Regions from separate parts of the Zea mays genome. Here regions 1 and 3 are each linked to region 2. A link is a contact called in public Hi-C data. All regions are on one chromosome and are shown on one strand. Each heading gives the region's core, a stretch centred on a gene start, on an enhancer-like site or on the middle of the called end of the contact. The rest is flanking DNA. Distances are from core to core; before and after follow the strand shown. Region 1 holds the start of LOC103650765 (probable inactive purple acid phosphatase 16). Region 2 holds the start of LOC100276540. Region 3 holds the start of LOC103650760 (amino-acid permease BAT1 homolog).

Region 1 (3,479 bases), core at 787-3,286, 280 kb after region 2:
AATGTGATCGCTCGTTGGGGATCTTGGTTTTTCTCGTAGGAGGAGAACATTTTCTTCTCCCCAGTCATGTGGTTTGTGCACCCGCTATCGATGATCCAACTTGAGCCCCCGGATACATAAACCTACAAAACAAGTTTGGGTACCCAAACAGTTTTGGGTCCTTTGGCATTAGAAACAAGAACTTTGGGTACCCAAACACAAGTCTTGGAGCCCTTGTGTTTGCCCCCAACAAACTTGGCAACTACCTTGCCGGATTTGTTAGTCAAAACATATGATGCATCAAAAGTTTTGAATGAAATGTTACGATCATTTGATGCACTAGGAGTTTTCCTTTTAGGAAACTTAGCACGGGTTGGTTGCCTAGAAATAGGTGTAAGCCTAATTCCCTTTCAGTAATGATGGCCCCTCCTGTGACGTGGTCGGTCCGAGCCCTGGGTTGGGCGAGGCGGAGGCTCCTCCGAGGTCGAGGTCGAGTCTGTCTTCCGAGGTCGAGGTCGAGTCCGAGCCCTTGGGTCGGGCGAGACGGAGACCGTCGGCTGAGGCCGAGGTCGAGTCCAAGCCCTGGGTCGGGCGAGGCGGAGTTCGTCGTCTTCCGGGGCCGAGGCCGAGTCCGAGCCCTGGGTCGGGCGAGGCGGAGTTCGTCGTCTTCCGGGGCCGAGCCCGAGTCCGAGCCCTGGGTCGGGCGAGGCGGAGTTCGTCGTCTTCCGGGACCGAGCCCGAGTCCGAGCCCTGGGTCGGGCGAGGCGGAGTTCGTCGTCTTCCGGGGCCGAGCCCGAGTCCGAGCCCTGGGTCGGGCGAGGCGGAGTTCGTCGTCTTCCGGGACCGAGCCCGAGTCCGAGCCCTGGGTCGGGCGAGGCGGAGTTTCCTATGGCGCCCGAGGCCGGACTTGGCTGCTGTCAGCCTCACTCTGTCGAGTGGCACAGCAGTCGGAGTGGCGCAGGCGGCGCTGTCCTCTTGTCAGGCCGGTCAGTAGAGCGGCGAAGTGACTGCGGTCACTTTGGCTCTGTCGACTGAAGGGCGCGCGTCAGGATAAGGTGTCAGGCCACCTTTGCATTAAATGCTCCTGCGATACGGTCGGTCGTCGTGGCGATTTGGCCAAGGTTGCTTCTTGGCGAAGACTGGGCCTCGGGCGAGCCGAAGGTGTGTCCGTTGCTTGAGGGGGCCCTCGGGCGAGACGTGAATCCTCCGGGGTCGGTTGCCCTTGCCCGAGGCTGGGCTCGGGCGAGGCGAGATCGTGTCCCTTAAGTGGACTGAGCCTTGACTTAATCGCACTCATCAGGCCTTTGCAGCTTTGTGCTGATTGGGTTTACCAGCTGAGATTTAGGAGTCTTGGAGGTACCCCTAATTATGGTCCCGACAAATATAATATAAAATTTTAAAATTGGGTAATTTAATAAATTAATTTGAGCCATGTCCATTTAAATCCAACATCAGCATTGTTTATGCTATAATGCTCTACTTGATAGGCAAACTCTTCTGATGTAAAATTGTTAGTTGGTCAAGGAAAAAGTATTTATGTAAGCATACATGTACTGCATGGCTAAATGTGCTCTAGAGTAAAATACAGTAACGCTCCTCAAACTTGACACGTTGTATCATTTAGGTCTCCGAACTCACAAAACTAGAAAAACAAATGCTAAAACTTGGCGGTCCATCCAAAAACGGGTTTGCTCAAACTAGATGTCGACGTGACTTAGAGTCACGTCGGTCCTCGAACATGATATACTATGTCACTTAGATGATATGTTATGTTACTTGGGTCTTCAGACTTTTATTAATATGTTATAACGTGATATGTCATGTCCGCATCCGAATTAATTAAATATAATTTTGGGCGGTTTTACACGGAACGACCAAATTATATGACTCATTTTTTCTGATTTTCTAATTTTATAGACTCAAATAATAAGTTCGCTAGCAGCGGAATTGTTTTCATGGTGCAGCCAAAGTAATATTCTTAGGCACACGGCAGCATATTCCCCTGTTTGCCGACGGGCTTCAATGCTTGATAAATGATAAAGCGTAGCTTCACGGCCGCCGCTTTTTTTTTTTAAGAGCTGCCAGTCTTCCACGGCCCGTGCTCCCAACGCCAGGGCCAGCCGTCACGTCACGTCTCGCTCCCACTGTACTATCCCGCACCTCCCTCCGACTCCGAGCGTGGGGCTTCACCAGACCAAGAACACGCCAAGCCCGACGCTCCCAGGACCACGCCGCCCAAGCCGTCGAGCAAATCCGCGATGCACAAGTGGTGGCGCAGCCCCGGGCCCGCCCTGCTCGCCGCCGCACTGGCGATCGTGGTGGCCGCGCTGCGGCCGGCGACGGAGCACGCGGCCGCCAAGGGGCGACCGCCGCTGCGGTTCGGGCCAGGAGGAGCGTTCAAGGTGGCCCTGTTCGCGGACCTGCATTACGGCGAGGACGCGTGGACGGACTGGGGGCCCGCGCAGGACGCCGCGTCCGACCGCGTCATGGCCGCCGTCCTCGACGCCGAGAACCCAGGTGCGTGCATGCGCACGCTCTGCTTCTGCCTCCCTTTCCCTTTTCCTCCGAAAGAACTGAAACGGAACGCATCTTCGCTCAGACTTGGTGGTGTACCTCGGCGACCTGGTGACGGCCAACAACCTCCCGGTCCCGAACGCGAGCCTGTACTGGGACCGCGCCGTCTCCGCCGCCCGAGGCCGGGGCGTGCCGTGGGCGACGGTGTTCGGCAACCACGACGACATGGCCTTCGAGTGGCCGCCCGAGTGGTTCTCCCCCGACGGCGTCCCGCCGCTGCGCTGGCCGCCGGGTCCAGGATCAGGGTGCGGCTTCCGTGGGACTCCCCGGACGGACCTCATGGCGGCGGAGACCGGCGCGAACCGGCTGCTGTCCTACTCGTCCAGCGGGCCCAGGGAGCTGTGGCCCGGCGTCTCCAACTACGTCCTGCAGGTGCTCTCGCGGGGACGGCGGGCCCGCGGCGACGGTCACGACCACGACCCGGCTCTGCTCATGTACTTCCTCGACTCGGGCGGCGGGTCGTACACCGAGGTGGTGTCCAGCGCGCAGGTCAGGTGGTTCCACACCCAGTCTCAGTTCCTGAATCCAGATGGAAGGATCCCCGAGCTCATCTTCTGGCACATACCGAGCACGGCGTACGCCAAGGTAGCTCCGAAGGCCAAGTCTGAGATAAGGAAGCCCTGCGTCGGCTCCATCAACGAGGAGGAAGTGGCGCCGCAGGCAGCTGAATGGGGCATGATGGATGCGCTCGCCAAGAGGTCGTCGGTGAAGGTGCGTCACTGTCCAGGTGCTTGGCTTGGATCAGAATATTGTTGGCGGTGACACTGTCTTCTCTCGATCGATCGATCGATGACAGGCGGTGTTTGTTGGGCACAACCACGGGCTGGACTGGTGCTGCCCCTACGACGGCGAGGAGCGGGAGCAGGAGCTGTGGCTGTGCTTCGCACGGCACACGGGGTACGGGGGATACGGTGACTGGCCCAGAG
Region 2 (3,524 bases), core at 104-2,603:
GTAAATGTTGAGGACATAAATGTACTTATGCTCGGGCTGCGTCCCGTGCCTATAAATAGATGAACAGTAACACCGTACTGTTCACGTTGGGTTGTAATCACTCCCGCATTCTCGCCTTCGAGCAAGCCGAAGGTATCAATGTAATATCAATACTAGTGAATATTCATTTATATTTTATGGAACATAAATACAAATAAATTAATGAAGATTCAGTCTTCATCTTTATCCTTTCACATTTCCATTCATATATTAAATAATGAATGCTTGTCTTTCGTGATCTTCGGCTGATGAGTATTATCTCCATGAGGAGATAATGTTTCGGAAGACGAAGATCCTTAATCCTTAACGATTGTGTTGTCTTGTTCTTGATTCATAGCATTTGAGAACGAGTGACCAACAGACGGGTGTTACAACAATTATGTCTTTTCATGCCTGCCACACATGTTCTCTCTTCATAGATGCCTATTCTATCTCCTCTTCTCTGAAGTCCCCCTTTCTACACCTCCTGCCGAAGCCAGTCCTTATCGAAACCGAAGCCTTAGAGCATCTCCAAAAGACTAGCTAAATAGCTTGTCAAGCTAAATTTTAGCTACTTAATAACAAAATAGCTCTCCAACAGGCTAGCCATTTAACTTGACAAGCTATCCGGCTCTCTAAATTGACTTCTTCACTAGCCAAATTTGTCTAGCAAATCTCGCTAGCCAAGCTAACTTATATATTGGAGAGTATGTTGAAATGATATGTTATATTTAGAGTTTAATCTTTATAGAGTGACAAATAAAGAGTCAAATAGAGAGTCAAAAATAAAAAGTCATTTAGAGATGCTCTAATACATTTGGCTCCACGCACCTTTACTCATTTGCATGTTCCGAATCTTTTCAAATAACGTTCAATGGTCAATAATGGATTTTCTTTGGACTGCATTAGCATTCTTGATCTGAAAAACCATCTAAACATTGATTTTGTCATTTTGAGCCCGAGGTCTTGTCTCCAATGCATGGTATGTAGATAATTTAAATAAATTTGAGAGTTCAGGAGTTTAGGTGTCTTTCTAGAGTTTGAGGAGATAAATGATAGAATAGGGAGATATAGGGCCTGTTTGGTTTGTGGCTAAATGTGCCCCACTTTGCCTAAGGTTAGTCGTTTGAATTGAATAACTAACCTTAGGCAGAAAAGTTAGGCAGAGTGTGGCAACTGAGGTAGTGAACCAAACATGAATTCGCTGAAAAAACGAATTGGGGGCACGGGCCACTTTTGGCCTGTTCATGGTTTGCCACGGGCCCGCCATTCTGAATTGGACCGACCCACGCATGCCTCGCTACGTAGAGAAGACTCGGTGACGTGGGCCCACCCATCCACCACACCACTCGAGCGCGCGCGCGGCCCACCGCTCCGCCGCTGCCCGCCCGCCGCCATGCGAGGGATCCTCTCCTCTTCCTCCGCTCTCCTCCGGCGAGCCGGCGCCCAGCTCTCGCGCACGGACTGCAGTAGCCCCTCAGCGTCCGCGACCTCTCCTCTCCGCCGCTCCCCTCTTCAGGTATGATGACCGCGTATCTCGCTGCCGCTCCCTCGATCGCGGGCTCGTGGCTTGTTGCCGTGTGCTAGGGACTGTAACTTCCTTTTGCAATAGAGGATTTTCAGTCGGACTGGTAAGTCCTCTTTGCTAGTTAATGTTGTTAAACTGCCCTTGACCTTTGTTGGGTTAGATTGGCTGAAACAGCTGATATCTGCAACGGTTTGACCATGAGCGTACAAGTTCTGCTTTGCTGGCTCCTGCTCATGTGCACAAGCTACTAAAACATAGAAGAGTGAGATTCGGAGAAATATGCATTATGGGCTGTAATGCTGTACAATAGTGCTATTCCCACGTCAGCCTTTTCCCACTAGGGGAGAACTGTGGCTTTTGGTTTCAAATGGTGTATGTGCTGCTTTACTGTTTCGTTCTCACTGGCTTTAATACCTTCATAAGTGAAGTATCGAGTTCACAATGCCTACTTGCTCATATTTCAAGAGATCTGCGCAAATTGCTGATAATCTTTCTTCCCTGTGATGTCATTTGCTAGAATGGGAAAAGAGACACATTTTGTTCGCTTTGGTTCAAAGGTCGTTCGGTATCAACCACAGGTATAACCATTTACCCAATAGGTATACTTTTTTTGCTACTCTTTTTACTGTCAGTGTTCTGCAATAGAAAATTCCAACTTTAAAAACTCGGCCGGGGACCGCCTTCCCGGTATTATATTAAGAAGAGACCGAAAACAATGGTCCCGGCCGAGAAAATCTCCGAACTCAGGCCCCCCATCACTAACAGGCCGGCGTCAACTGTCCACTCTGCAACGGCCCAACCGGAGGATGGCGCACAAGACATCGTAACCCGAGAGCGGATGGGGCACAGCGAGGGGATTTTTTTAACCAAGCCTGAAAATTCGCTCCCGAGGGGAATCGAACCCAGGACTTGGAGGTGCTACTCGGAAGTCCTTAACCACTAGGCTAGAGGCCCTTTCGCAAATTCCAACTTTAATGTTCCTGCAAGAACTAACTTTTGAAGTAGTTCCCAAAGTTATACAGTTGTTATTCTTGGCATTCTGTATTCACGCTACCTTATGAGTTGCTATGTTACTCAGGAATCTGTACAAATTTCCAGTTGATATGCAGTTAGACTATGAGAGTGATCCCCCTCTTGACGATACAAAAGCTATTGAGAAGGAGTCATCACTTAATGTTGCTGTTTCTCAACTCGCAATTGACTTCGATAGAGACTCTAATTTATGTTTGGAGCGATTTTCCCGTGCAAGGAAAGCATCTGTAGTCTCTACTGGTTCTCTTAAGCTTGACCTCGCTCTCGGCGTTGGAGGATTACCGAAGGTTGCATTGTGTTCATACCATTTTATTTGTTCACATAATATACTTTATTATTATTTTATATACCTGGAATATTTACTTGATTTTATATATCCTATTGATATTACCCACAAGAAACAAAAGTTCATACTTTTACAAGTACCTCCGTGTTCCTGTCAACACTAGCAAATCCAAAATTAAGTAGGCCATGTGTTTTCATCTTTTGGTGCCTATCTACTCTACGTGTCAATCTAATCACCATCAAGGTCTGAACTACTTTATCGAGTGGCGAATGTCCTTGTTTTGTGATTGGTAAGCATTCTAGTTTAGTTATAATTCACATCCATTAAAGTGCATTTCACCTTCAAAATCTCTGCTTACAAAAGATACACATAAGAACACATTTGTGGTCATCTCTTGCCTAAAAATTCCATTTTGAGAGAATATATTCCCTAGAAATGCTCCCACCATAGGTGTCCATGTCTTCCAATCTTTCTTTTTCTGGTCACTGCATATGTTGAATAGCAACATTTCCTTGAGAAATTTGATCCATGGCAATAGACTGGACTTATGTTTTATTACTGTGCTTTGACCATATTTGGCAGATTACTGATTAAAGTAGCTCAACAGGGTAGAATGGTGGAGATATATGGGAAAGAAGCATCTGGGAAGACAACACTCGC
Region 3 (3,220 bases), core at 460-2,959, 350 kb before region 2:
TGATTGCATTGTAGGGGTATTCCATGTCGACAATATCAAACACAACATGTTCAGTCCTTGTGTTGTGGACAAATCCAAAGGTTACTGGCATTATGATCTTGTCAAGTGCTACGATCTGTCGTCCTCCGAAGCCACAAAGAGGGTGTGTAGCATCATGAATTTTGTCTTCTGGCTCCTGCATCTGTCTGAAGGCCTTAACGAATATGATGTCAGCTGCACTGCCTGTATCAACCAAAACATTGTGGACCAGAAATCCCTTAATGACACAAGATATGACCATAGCATCATTATGAGGATAATCCTTGAGCTGAAGGTCCTCCTGGGAGAAGGTAATTGGGATATGGGACCATTTTGACTTGATGAAGGGTCCCTGCACCCCAACATGCTGCACCCTTCTCTGGGCCTCCTTCTTCTGCTTCTTGTTGGCTGACTCTGAGCATGAACCGCCTGTTATTGGGAGCGCCAGCTTCGTAGCCGAAGTAGCCTCAGCTTGGTTGTCGGACGAAGCCATCAACTCGAAAGTGGAAGTGAGTTCACCGGAGGTGGGCGCCAATGTTGGGGACTTATTCTCAAACGCTATGAATTAAGAACAAGGCAACACGAAAGTTAATGGTTAAAGACATTCGTCCTTCAAAGCATTATTTCTCTTAGGATACAATGATCTTCAGACGAAGGTAATGAAGGGCGTACCTTCATGATCTCAATAAACAATAGAAAGCGGGATCATACGACATATAAAAAAACATGAATAATCATATGATATCATTCAGACATTTTTATTATATAATCATGAATAAACATGAATAATTCAAGTGTGATATCATTCAGACATTTTTATTATATAATCATATGATATCATTGATAGCTTGGCTTGACAGAAGGTGGGAATTCAAGTGTGACATGCAAGTAAATACCAGTCAGCGTGAACAGTATAGGGGTACTGTTCATTTATTTATAGGCACATGACGTAGCCTGTGAGAAATTACATTCATGCCCTTTACGAATGCTTACAATCATAATACAAGCTATCACGGATCGATTGGTCATTTCATCTGTAAGTCGGTTTACTCCTTTGTCTTGAGATATGTCATTATGCCGAAGCTTTATTGATGATAGCTTCGGCACTGCTTTTTGAGAGGAACTGCCGAAGGTGTTTCTTTTTACGGGATCTTCGGCGACGAAGCATGCCCCAACAGTACTACTGTCCAAAAGGTTACAGGTTATGGAGACCTCTTCTCTATTTATAAACAAAATCTAGGGTTTTAGACATATAGACCACATGAGCCTTCTTGCACATCCACTCGTGTGTACGCCTGGGCCAGACCAGCTTGTTTCAGCAGCGCTTGCCAGTCCTAACACTATCTCCGGCATATGTCTTATTCCCTATTTTAAACTTTAATATGCAAATAGTATTTTACACTTTATTCTCACTTTTCAAACTCTATGTAAACAGTACTTTGCACGTCTATTTACACGTTCTGCCGGAGAGATGTTAAGGGATTTGATCCGTATGTAGCAATTATTTCAATTGATACACGACTTTTTCCTCGCTCCTCGGTCAAGAAATAATTTCGAAAGGGGAGGATCGTCGTGACTGTGACATACAAGAATGGAATGGGCCAACCCGTATGCCACAATTCCACAGATGATGCCATTCGGCTGAGACCTGTTGAGTGTTGACTGTGACTCCCTTCCCTTGTGCATCAACAAGTATCTCTATCCTGTCAGACAAGTAGCCCCCCAGAGCAAACAGCCCTCTTCTGCTCTGCAGCACGCACCAGACCGCACGAGCATGTCTGCCCGCCGCTCCTCCGCCGGCAGCGACGACAGAGACCAAGCCCGGCTGCAGCAGCTGGGATACAAGCAGGAGCTGAAGCGCGGTCTCTCGTACGTTCCGCATGCATGCATGCCATTAATTTCCAAACCCACCAGCTCTCAGTGATTCACTTTCTCTCTGCGTAGCGTCGTCTCCAACTTCGCCTTCTCCTTCTCCATGATCTCCGTGCTGGCGGGCGTGACGACGACCTACAACACCGGGCTGCGCTACGGCGGGCCGGCGTCCATGACGCTGGGCTGGCTCGTCGTGGCGCTCTTCAACGGCTGCGTGGCGCTGTCCATGGCGGAGATCTGCTCGGCTTACCCGACCACCGGCGGCCTCTACTACTGGAGCGCCAAGCTCGCCGGCAAGGACTGGGGTCCACTCGCCTGCTGGATCACCGGATGGTACGCACTACATGCTTCCGCTTTTTTTTTTTTAATTTCGCCTCTCCTTTAATTTTTTGAATCAGAAAATACCTTTCATTCGCCGTATTCATGCATGTCACTTTACGGAGTAGACAAAACTGGAGCCTGGATGACGACGTTTTTGTCCCATCATGCTGCCGGTCTATCTAGTTACCCTATTTTTTTAAAAAAAAAATCTCTGTCATGTTTCACAGGTTTAACATCGTGGGCCAGGTACGCTTTGGCTCCATCACAGAGCCCATCACCATCAGATCATGAACTGCACACTACTACACGCCTGCTAACCTTCAATTCGTCATCATCCTGCGCAGTGGGCTTGCACCACGAGCGTGGACTTCTCGCTGGCGCAGTTCGTCCAAGTCATCGTCCTGCTCGCCACCGGGGGAGCCAACGGCGGCGGTTATCTGGCCTCCAAATACGTCGTGCTCGCCATCTACTGTGCCATCCTCGTCCTGCACGGGCTCATCAATAGCCTCCCTATCCATTGGCTGGCCTTCTTCGGCCAGCTTGGAGCTTTCTGGAATCTTGGAGGTACGTATACGTGTATGTGATGGAATGGATCCAATGCCATTCTCACATCAATCAAACGGTCCCATTAGTTGTTTTGTATGTCTGATGATCATGTATATTATCGCAGGTGTGTTTGTCCTGACGGTGTTGATTCCGGTTGTCGCTAAGGAGAGGGCGAGCATGGAGTTCATGTTCACCCACTGCTACACAGACGATGCCGTGGGGATCCACAGCAAGGTCTACGTACTCGCCATTGGTTTGCTGACGAGCCAATACTCTCTCCTGGGATACGACACTTCCGCCCACATGGTAATAAATAAATCTCTCTGCGAAATTAAACTTGCATTGTGTGTCGACAATGCACGTACTCTACTGAATGATCGAGGAAGAAGCTAGATCGACGGATCTGATCGCGCTCTGCTTGCGTCTACGAACCTGTATACGCATGCATGCAGTCAGAGGAGAC

The links. Hi-C and Micro-C count contacts between places; a contact is called where the count stands out from the background.
Region 1: a Hi-C map of leaf shows a contact between it and region 2, with 5 times the contacts expected there. The contact joins the promoter of LOC103650765 here to the promoter of LOC100276540 in region 2. A contact is called at or near these places in 3 of 25 Hi-C or Micro-C datasets (ear, leaf and tassel).
Region 3: a contact with region 2 is called in a Hi-C map of leaf, with 4 times the contacts expected there. The contact joins the promoter of LOC103650760 here to the promoter of LOC100276540 in region 2. A contact is called at or near these places in 2 of 25 Hi-C or Micro-C datasets (ear and leaf).

The regions. Positions count from the first base shown.
Region 1 is chr3:154,093,531-154,097,009 of Zm-B73-REFERENCE-NAM-5.0, forward strand. It overlaps LOC103650765 (probable inactive purple acid phosphatase 16), which reads left to right and starts at 2,037. Exons shown (of 3, transcript XM_008676338.4): 1 at 2,037-2,496; 2 at 2,579-3,264; 3 at 3,350-3,479. The coding sequence starts at 2,238.
Region 2 is chr3:153,815,952-153,819,475 of Zm-B73-REFERENCE-NAM-5.0, forward strand. LOC100276540 reads left to right here and starts at 1,354. Exons shown (of 8, transcript NM_001371573.1): 1 at 1,354-1,537; 2 at 2,064-2,124; 3 at 2,645-2,865; 4 at 3,472-3,524. The coding sequence starts at 1,415.
Region 3 is chr3:153,461,726-153,464,945 of Zm-B73-REFERENCE-NAM-5.0, forward strand. It overlaps LOC103650760 (amino-acid permease BAT1 homolog), which reads left to right and starts at 1,710. Exons shown (of 7, transcript XM_008676330.4): 1 at 1,710-1,887; 2 at 1,963-2,223; 3 at 2,439-2,457; 4 at 2,556-2,775; 5 at 2,882-3,063; 6 at 3,210-3,220. The coding sequence starts at 1,793.